Regions from separate parts of the Mus musculus genome. Here regions 1 and 2 are each linked to region 3. Evidence: chromatin contacts called from public Hi-C data. All regions are on one chromosome and are shown on one strand. The core of a region is the stretch at or near the end of the contact, and the rest is flanking DNA. Distances in the headings are between cores, read along the strand shown. Region 1 holds the start of Ptar1 (protein prenyltransferase alpha subunit repeat containing 1). Region 2 holds the start of Fxn (frataxin). Region 3 holds the start of Pum3 (pumilio RNA-binding family member 3).

Region 1 (3,258 bases), core at 4-2,503, 3.7 Mb before region 3:
AACCTCCAGTAGCATATTACTTTTTAAAAAAATGTAAAAGATGTGTGTGCGTGTATGTTCCCACAGAAGCCAGAAGAGGATGTTGGATCATCTGGAGCTGGGGTTACAGGTGGTTGTGGTTGCTAAAAACAAGTGTACTTCATTGCTAAGCCATCTCTCCAGCCCCTGGTATCACTCTTCGACAGGACTCTTGAACTTGCTCTTGGTCTAGGGATGCAACACACCCCATTTGTCTCACTGCTTCTCCCAGAGCTTGTCAGAGTCTTTTAGGGTCTTAATCAGGTCTGTTTTGCTTTCCACAAGTTTGTAGACTGTCTCTTGTTTCTTCACCAGGATCAGGACCAACCACAGTTTGCTTTTCAGAGATCCAAGTTTCAAATAGCCCAGCCAAAGATAACCTTGAATGTCACCTCCTGTTTTTACCTCCCAAGATCACAGCCACGCACTACCTTGCCAGGGCCAAAAACCAAAAATTAAAAAGATACAGACTTCAAGCATCAGAGAAGGAGGAAGAGGAGGAGGAGGACGGGGAGGAGGAGGAGGAGGAGGAGGGAGAGGAGGAGGAGGAGGAGGAGGAGGAGGAGGAGGAGACACCATCACCAGTTAGAGGCAGTCAGAACTTTGTACTTAGAAGGGACAAATAAACCTGATATATAAAAATAAAAATTTTAATTACAACACTTTTAAAATCCAAATGGAACAGAGCAATCTTATAATTTGTGGAGCAAGAGAGGTCAGGAACAATTGTCAAAGCCTTTATTTTATTTTATACTCCAAATTAACGTAGTGATCACGAAATGTATCAAAAATGCTAAAAGTACAGAAGTACAGTGGGTTACTTTTGTTTTTAACCTTATCCCCGAGATCTGAAGGGTTCTTTCTCCTGTACTTTCTTTCCTTTGCTTACTACATTACAAGATCTAACTAAACGCGCTACTTTACACTTCATGCATAAAGTAGCACAGGCGTGCAAAAGGAGGTCAGCAACCCGCCTCCTCCCCGGGTGGGCCGGTGAAGCGGGCCTGGTGCAGCCATCCGGAGGTCCCTGGGTAAAGGCCACTCTGGGACACGGCTGCTCGGAGAAGTGCGGGGGAAGCCTCCTTCCTCCACGCCTAGTGAACCAAAACTCCACCAAAAGCCACCGAGCTCGAAGAGCCGGCCCAACCCAGCGGTGCTGCGGCCCTCCCTGACCCGGAAGTGCTCGGCGGCCTCGGCGAGAACGCGCCTGAGCCAGCGCGCGCGCGCGCCCCCGCGGAACTCCCGCCGGCGGCTGGGCTCTGCCGGAGGCGCGCCCGATCGCGGCGGCCGCCAACATGGCCGAGTCGAACGAGGAGGTGGCGGTGCTGGTGCAGAGGGTGGTGAAGGACATCACCAACGCCTTCCGAAGGAACCCGCACATGTGAGTGGCGCGCCCTGCGCCGCCGGGGTCGTCGGGGGCGGCTCGGGGCCGCGCTCTAGTCCACTCGCCGGGGCCGCTCGGGGCCCACGCGCGCTTCCGACAGGCGGAGCGCGGCTGGGACTGTCGCGCCGAGCCGGCTGGCCGTTACCAAGACGCGTGGCGGGGCAGTGCCGGGGAGCGACCTCCGAGAGCCACGTCGGAGCGTGGAGTTTTCTGCCCTGCGCGACGCGTCCCGGGAGTTGTGGCAACTCTTCTCCCCGCCGCCCTCCGCCGGGATGCGCTTGCCCCGCGGGCCACTACCGTGGGTCTCTGTGTCTTGGAGGCGACTCTCGGTTGCATCCAGTGCGTGGCTATAGAGGATTATCCACCCCATCATACTCCCTACAGCCCCCTTTCGGGTTAACTAAAGGTGATTGGAAGCTGCCTTTGACTTTTCGACTCGCTTGTCACAAAATTGCAAAGCGAGTCGGATGTAACAATTTTTGAAGGTGACCTGAGTGGATCTTATAAAGCTGTTGCAAACTGGATACTTTTTTTTTATTAGTAGCGCGTCCGAAGTTACAGACGAGCATCTTAAGGCATTCTTACCTAGCATTGTTGCCTTCTAAAAGTTCACTCCTGAACTGATACATATATTATCTCTTTCTCCTCCCTTTCCATTTTATTTGTTACTCTCTAGGAAGATACTCTTAAGATTGTATTTTTCTTTTCCTGATACTCTCCCTTTAACGAATGGAAAGGAAGCTACTAAAGAGTTACCTACATCAGTATACAAAAGAATAAGAAGCCAGAATGTAGCCCATTCCTGGGGAAACAAACATGAAGTCCGGTTTTGTATTATTTTCTCATTGGTTATACAATTTATTTTTAATATTTTAATTTTTTTTACTAAAACACATGAATTATTTTTACGCATTCTAGCCTCCTTAGCTTTTCCACTAAATGAAAGGCCAAACACTTTAATCAAGTGTTCTTTTCCTCCAAGATGATCTCAGAAAAGAATTTAGAAGTCCTCAGATGGCCTGCTTTCTTCTCTCAATTAAGGACTTAAAACTGTACTTCCTTCAAGACAAAAGACTACTGGCCTCTAAACATACCTGCCAGCCCCGACAGCCCCTAAGTCGTCCTCCTTTCCTCTTTTGACTGCTGACTTTTTTCCCCAATGAGTGTTTGGAGTGATTTCCTGGCAGTAGCCATAGTGGCTGCTGGGCCTTTTAAGGAATGCTTTGATGTCTTGTGTGTCTGTCTTTGAGGCCCTTTTTGAGAATTCCAGCTGCAGAGCAAGTAAAAGACACATCCTTTGGGGGGGGGGGGGAAGCTGGGCAAGTGAGAAGGTTCATTTTTTAATCACTGGTGTCATTTTCTAAAACATTGTAACAAAGGTTAGACATTTAATATCGTGATCACTCCAGTTTCTCATCTTTGAGGTGGACAAAAAATACTATATTTGGCGAAATTATGATTAGTTAGTTCTGGAGGTTGACCCAGTGGAATGTGGATCAGGTCTCTGTTTTTCTGGATCATCAAAAACTCCTAAAGGGCTTCAACTCCTCTCTCTTCATCATAATTTTATTCTGCGGTCTCACTAATATATACTCTGTCAACATAGAATTTATGGCTATTTGTAAGTATTTGGGTCATTTGAATTTATAAAGGTTTGAAAGAAGTGAAGGCTTGAGAGAAGTTGGGCACTTGAAGTAAGTTTCGTAAGCTGTAAACATTGAAATCGCTCAATTCATTGTTTAGTATTTGTCAGCAGCTGTATTTTAGTACATATTCCATACAGTAGGAGTATCTTCTATCCATCTTTTAAAATGTCTTTTGTGTTAGACTTTTCAGAAGTGCCAATATGTCTTTGC
Region 2 (3,277 bases), core at 374-2,873, 3.1 Mb before region 3:
CAGGCATTTCGCTGAAGAGACTGAATATCTGCTCACTCCGTGACAGCGGAATCAAGCCTTGTTGGACAACGGCCGGGAGGGGACACCTTCCATGAGCCTTGCGCTTTTGGCCAGTCTGCCGCTTTCAAAGTGACTGTAGGAGCATCAGGGTAGACAACTGGGGACCGTAAACGATATTGAGCCACTGAGAACAGACTCTGAGCATAAAGATGGACCGACTGTATTTGCATTGTACAGGCGAGGAAACGGAGATGCCAAAGACAAAGTTGCTCAGGCTCTCAGAGATGCAGAAATCCAAAGTGCACAGCTGCAACTGGAGCCCAGCTGTCAGGCGCCAGGCAAGGGAAGAACAGGGCAGTAAACATCCAAGAAAGTGTTTGAGGAAGCATGGGTTACAGGTTCGGCCCTTCAAACCCTAGCCGTCTCTCTCTCTGACCAGTCCACTTTTGTTTGTTTTGTTTTTAAACTTTCTTTTTCAGTGTTATAGAAAGAACCCAAGAACTCTTGAACGCTAAGTGACCATGTCACTGCTGAGCTACAAAGCTAGCCCTATTTTTATTATTGTTTTTTATTTTAATGACAGGACCTCAAGAATCCTAAGCTGGGTTTAAACCTGTAGACATTATTATCCCACAGCCTACTCCACCTTTGTCCATAGCTCTCCCCTTCCTAGAATGCTCCCCAGACCCGTTCTTTGGCATCTATCACGGCCCTCTCCGGAAAGCCTTCCTTCACCCTACTGCTGTCTTTTCAAGCCACGGAGTAACAGATTCTGTTCTTTGCATCTACTAAGAACCGAGACTTATCTGAAGTGCTAAGGCCTTTGCGAATACAGTTTAATTCTCCCGCCAAAATCGCAAAATGGGTGTTACCCTTTAATCTCCTCGGAACAGAAAGCCAAGCCCTGCCCCCAGACAGTTAGGGTCTCCCCAAGGTCACAGGGCTCTCCAGCGCCGCGCAGTCAGAACGTGGAACCAAGATCCCCTCATTTTCCAAAAGCTGGACTCTAGGGCTCTGCTGCTACACCTGTGATCCCAGCAGAGAGGAGGCAGGAGGATCACAGGATTGAAGCCACTTTGGGGTACTCAGCCAATCCTAGGCTAGCCAGGGATACAGAGTGAGGCAAACAAGCAACAAAAAGCCCTGCTCAGAGCAACTCCACAACCCCATTAGTCTCACGCCCTGAAAAAGGCAACTTCGGAGTGCACACAATAATAAACACGCCCTGCTGCACACGCTATACATCCTGTGTTAATTACGGAAACTCGTCTTTTCCCATCCCCACCGCCAAGGTCCGAAGCCCGCGCAAACACCGCGCGCGCCCTGCACCCAAACGCGCGCGCAACCAGAGCGACTCGGCGCGTGCGCGCTGCGCGTCCCCGGCATAGGGGCGGGCGCGGCCTGCGCTCCGGTGTGCGGCCCGGCGAAGCGCGTACTCACGGCGTGGCGGGTGGCGCCGGCGTTGACTGTGACATGTAGGCCTCGGCGGCCGCAGGTTACGATCGGTTCCCTCCAGCGCGGGTTCCCGACCCAGGCGGAGGCCCGGGACGCCGTCCGGGGCAGCAAGCCCACGGCTGCGCGACCTCCGAACGCCCACATGCTACTCCAGCTCCGCGGCCGCTCCGCCCCGCGCGAGGACTCGGTGGTGCCACCTGGTGGCCGTGCCCCCCCCCCGCCCCCCCCCGCCCCCCCCCCCCCCCGAGCGCCGCGGCTGGGCTCCTGCGCGCAGGTCCAGCACTACAGCCCTGTGCAGACCTTTAACCAGAACCCAGAACCTGCTCTGCGCCAAACTCGCAACGTATCCCTTGGGCAGCACTAGTGTGTAAACACTGACCCCTGCAAGTTTATTCGCTGACAACAATTTTACAGAGTGGTAGTGGGTGATTCTGAAGATACGCTGGTGATCAAAATAGCTTTGCTTAAAAAACAAAACAAAACTAGTTCTAACAGCTAGCTTCAACTGCCCGATCATCTCAAATTCCGCATCTCTTAGGCAATAGAAGTACCAGGCAGCATGAATGGAGGAGGGGCTTCCGTAGCCCCAGGCTCAGCCGAGGAACTATTGGTTGCTGATGGCTATAGGATGAGGGAGGGTGAGTTTTCTTCTGGGATATGGCCTCTGATTGGCTGTCCTAGCTCCATGGGGATGGTCCTACACTGTATACACTGTTAGGGCTAAGTGGAGTCGGTTTAAAAAAAAAAAAATTCAGAGCGGTGGTAGTGTACACCTTTAATCCCAGCACCCGAGAGGCAGAGTCAGGTATATGGAGTTCGAGGCCAGCTTGAGCTACATAGTGAGTTTCAGAACAGCCGGAGCTACATAGTGAGACCTAGTCAAAATAAATAAGTAAATAAACAAATAAACACATAAATAAATAAAAATTTAAAAAGGAACATAAAATTGGGAGGAGGGGTGGGGTGGTTCGGTAGGAGTTGGGAGTGGCAGGTGAGTTTGATCGAAAACACATTGTATACATGTATGGGATTCTGAAACAACAGTAGGAATAAGGAAGTGCCCGGCTGAAGTACCCGAATGCTTCTTGGATGAGGAGTAGTCAGGACTGGTGATTGGTTCTCCTCATAGCTGTTTTTTTTTTTTTCCCCCCCAGCAGCCCCAACAGGTTCCTCACACTCCTGGTAGTTCTCCTGGCTTTTATGTCAGTGTGAGAAGGAGTCTGTGCATTGTCTCGGGTTGCCATTATGACACTGGAGAACTCTGAGCTTCAAGAGTTAAGAGACAGTGTCAGAGGAGTCTTTTGCCTCCAGGGTCTCAAGAAGGATTGAATGACAGCAGCGGTCAGCAGCAAAGCGTTTAAGAACATCCTCCATGTACCACCTGACTTGGGATACTATTGCTTCTGATTTCCCACAAAAAGCCACAAAGGAAAGGGGAAGTTTGTAGTGACTGCTAATGCAACCCTCCCCCTCTCTCTTTCTCTCTCTCCTTCCTTCCTCTCCTTCTCCCTCTCTGACCTGTAGCTAATTTTCAGATATGGAATTGGAAGCCCTGACATATTAAGTGACTCCCCCCTGATTGAAGGGGAGTTAGAACCCTGGCTTCCTGATTTCTGGTCCGAGGGCTCTTACACCCTCTGTCTTAGAAAAGGAGTTTTTCTTAGTTTCAATATCACAGCTCTAACTGGCTCTCTGGGATCATGTGCCCATCCATGGAAGCCAATAGTCTGCAAAACAGTGAGGGCTACGCTACCGGTCAGCATCATGGTCCATTCTGTGCTGCTGTAATGTACTGCCTGAGGCTGGTTAGATTATAAAGAAC
Region 3 (3,301 bases), core at 390-2,889:
CCTGCTCAGCTTCCTGCGGGGCATCTCTTTTTCACTTTTTCATTTTATTACCTGGTAAGACATCACATTCGCATTTGCATTTCTGCATGTAGGTTTCATGTACTACCACATGCTAAGCAATTGTGCCAATGGCCCTCACATGTAGCTGTCTAGAAAAACCTTATTTACATACTCTATTTTAAAACTATGCCTCTTACATTAGAGTTAAAACGATATAGAGCCTATAGATCTATTACCCAGCTTCCCCACTGACAACTTAATAAGACAGTGTAATGAAACTTATGAAAATAACACTAGTATAACACAGGGTTTATTTGGAAATCAATTTTCTCATTCCTGTCCTCTTCCTATTCCAAGATACAGTTAATGTAGCCACCTCATGTCCTTTTTTCCAGGTTATGTCCCCTTTGGGAGTTTAAGATTTTCATTATTAGACTGAGGTTATGCTTGGGCCAGGGGAAGGGGTGGCACATGACAGCAAAGAAGTGCTGCTCTCACAGTGACAAAGCTATGCGGCAGTCATGATGATGTTAACCCTGGTCACTTAAAGCACTGTTCACCAAGTTACTAAGCAATCAAATTAACGGCTAATCCAAGAGCAAGACAAGCAAATTAGGTATTCTAGACTGTGCAGCCTTGGGACCCTGAGATAACGTCCTACACAGACCTGAGTCCTCAACACTTCTTGATTATGTATATAACTGGCGTCTTATGCTTAATGTCTGAGACACAATCCTCTGCATTCCACTACAAATTACTATCTTTCTCTCCCTGTCTATTCCTGCTGTATTCAACGGGGACCATCTACTCCACTTCGCAGAGAGAAAACTGGAGCACGGCTCCTGATGTTCACTTCTTTGGTAGTCATCGTGTACCCAACAGTAAGTTATCCTGCAGTCTCCTTAAAGATACCTCTGTCTCTACTACCAACACTCAATGCAAATCATCAAAAATCTCCTTAAGAGAGTCAAGACCTACCATGAGCCTCCCGATCTTTTCTAATAATCCTTCATTATTTTATATGCCTAGGAACACAAAGCAAAATACTTCCCACTACACAAAAATAAAGAGACTCGACACCAAGGCTCCACAGTTCTACCTTCCTCTTTGTCCAGTCCGCGCCTTACTCCTGACTTCCACCTCCGGGACATCCCACTGCCTCTGTTTAAAATACTCTTGCCTCCCATCATGCTTGGCTTATGGATCGCTTCAGTTTTCCCTGCACTGCTCCTATGCACAACGTCTGACACGGGACGAGTGGGCTGACTGTGACTCGCACAGGCCGGAGTTTGACAGCGAAACTTGTTCCTTTAGCTCTACAATAATCAAGTTAACAGAGAGGGCTTAACCCCTGCCCTCGCCAGGGTTCCTCCAACTCCGGGCCAGAGAAGCGGCCAGGTAGACCGTCCCGGAGATGGAGCTGAAGACGCCGCTCGCCCACCACCCCGCAGAGCTCCCCGCTCCCGAGCGGCCGGCGGACACTCGCCCCACACTTCCCGCACCAAACTCTCCACAACACTCACCGCACACGTGGGGCAGAAACTCGCAGAGTTCCGCCACCACCCCCCGCCGCTTCCGCTTCCGCTTCCGCGTTCTGCCCCGCCCCGGATCCGCTGATTGTAGCGTTACGTCCTGGTACTGGGGTCAAGGGGTGGAGCTTAGGAAACACGAAATCCGTAGTTCCTGTTGGTCCATTTTCGCCACACCTCTCGTCTGAGAGGGCTGCATGAGTTTTGGCCCTCGAAGGGATCCGTCCCGTGGAAGACGAGTCCGTGGCTTGGGAAAGTGACGCTTGAGCCTGCAGATTTCTGGGAACGACGCGGGTTCTCGCGAGGGCCACCCAGGTCCTGAAGGAGTTAAAAGACAGCGAAGTCTGCAAGCTGGGTTAGCGTTGGGACAGCTCGCTCGTTAGTGTCTGTTTGCGTCGTTAGTCTAGCCTGGAGGGTAAAAGCTGTACCGGAGTCTCTTCTGTTGTAATCGTGTTTGCCAACACCCATGTCTCCCTTATTTCCCACCCTAGCTGCGAATCTCCGGATAAATTAGATCCCTCGGGAACCATAAGTGTAAAGAACGGAGCACAGTCAAATATTGTGAAAAGCTCTTTCCATAAATGTGTGTGTGGCGTTTTTAATGTAGGCCCGTTCTTGGGCATGCATTTTTTCCCCCACGGTTCCACTTTAGGATATATATTTAAGGTATTACTCCATTTTAGCGAGGAAGCAATAGAAACAAACTTGGTCTTGGGGGCTGCAGAGATGGCTAAGCTGTTTTCTGCTCTTGGAGAGGACTTGGGTTCATTTCCCAGCACCTACATGGCGGCAGTTCCAGGGGATCCCACGTCGCGCCAAACAACAGAACCTTACTGCCTAACTGTTCTGAAATGCAGATGTTAGTTGGTTGAGCAGGGGGCCCTTTTTGAAGCCCCAAGGAGTGAGTGGACGTCCCATGTATCTTCAGCATCTGGTGCTTCAGACGTTCCTTGGCTTATACCTGACTCCTGCCCCTGCCTTTCATTCTCTTCCGTCTTTGTTGTGAGAACACTTGTCAGTTTGTTAAGATAGCTTGCAAATAAGCTTAGAGACTATAATTCCCTGTGGACACTGTCTCTTGTGTCGCTGGTAACACATCTTTAAGTGTTACGGCTCTGTTAGGGGAAGGCTTCAGCTGCTGGGAAAGTTTCCCTGATGCAGGTGTTACAGCTTTGCTCTGGCTCATAGAAAATTTTCCCTGTGACAGTTCTGCTCCAAAAGGTATCCTGGCAGTCAGGAGCCAAGGAATACCACAAAGTCTTGCTGCACAACTAAGCTCAGGCAAGGGATTAATTTGGAGGGAAAAGCTAAGGAGGGTGGTTGCCCTGCTTGGAAGAGAAGCAACAGAGAACTGGGCAGAATTGGGGGATGGGGAAATATATCAGGATTCTGGGGTGGGGGGTTACTTTCCAGGGTGGTCTGGGATTTTATTTTACTTTTTTCTTGTACGGCGAGACCTGGGCTGGGAATGGCTATTACAGCCTTTAAAAGATGACCATTAGGGAAGTCAAGGGCACATGTGTGTGTGGGGGGGGGGGTCTGGCTATTTCCTGCCTTGAAGCACTAGAAAGGCAGTTACAGCTGTTTTAGCCTTTACACCCTTGCTAGAGCTCCTGAGGCCAAGACCTAGCCACTTTTGTGCCTTGAGGATTTACAACGGCTACTAAGTATACAAAATTTACAAAGGGAGGTCATGGCAGAAAAGCCTGTTGCTTGAGTTGGTGTAAATGGCCAGCAATACCTATTTGAAGAAAGTGGAAAATACCACAGTT

What was found. Hi-C and Micro-C count contacts between places; a contact is called where the count stands out from the background.
Region 1: a Hi-C map of CD8 T cells shows a contact between it and region 3, with 9 times the contacts expected there. A contact is called at or near these places in 1 of 39 promoter capture datasets (pre-B cells), 3 of 484 Hi-C or Micro-C datasets (CD4 T cells, CD8 T cells and regulatory T cells) and 1 of 9 other capture datasets (liver).
Region 2: a Hi-C map of the G1E-ER4 cell line shows a contact between it and region 3, with 5 times the contacts expected there. A contact is called at or near these places in 3 of 484 Hi-C or Micro-C datasets (CD4 T cells, CD8 T cells and the G1E-ER4 cell line).

What each region holds. Positions count from the first base shown.
Region 1 is chr19:23,686,147-23,689,404 of GRCm38.p6, forward strand. It overlaps Ptar1 (protein prenyltransferase alpha subunit repeat containing 1), which reads left to right and starts at 1,254. Exons shown (of 7, transcript NM_028208.1): 1 at 1,254-1,399. The coding sequence starts at 1,314.
Region 2 is chr19:24,278,967-24,282,243 of GRCm38.p6, forward strand. It overlaps Fxn (frataxin), which reads right to left and starts at 1,624. Exons shown (of 5, transcript NM_008044.3): 1 at 1,441-1,624. The coding sequence starts at 1,599.
Region 3 is chr19:27,428,269-27,431,569 of GRCm38.p6, forward strand. Pum3 (pumilio RNA-binding family member 3) reads right to left here and starts at 1,640. Exons shown (of 18, transcript NM_177474.5): 1 at 1,524-1,640. It overlaps C030016D13Rik (RIKEN cDNA C030016D13 gene), which reads left to right and starts at 1,769. Exons shown (of 1, transcript NR_027987.1): 1 at 1,769-3,301.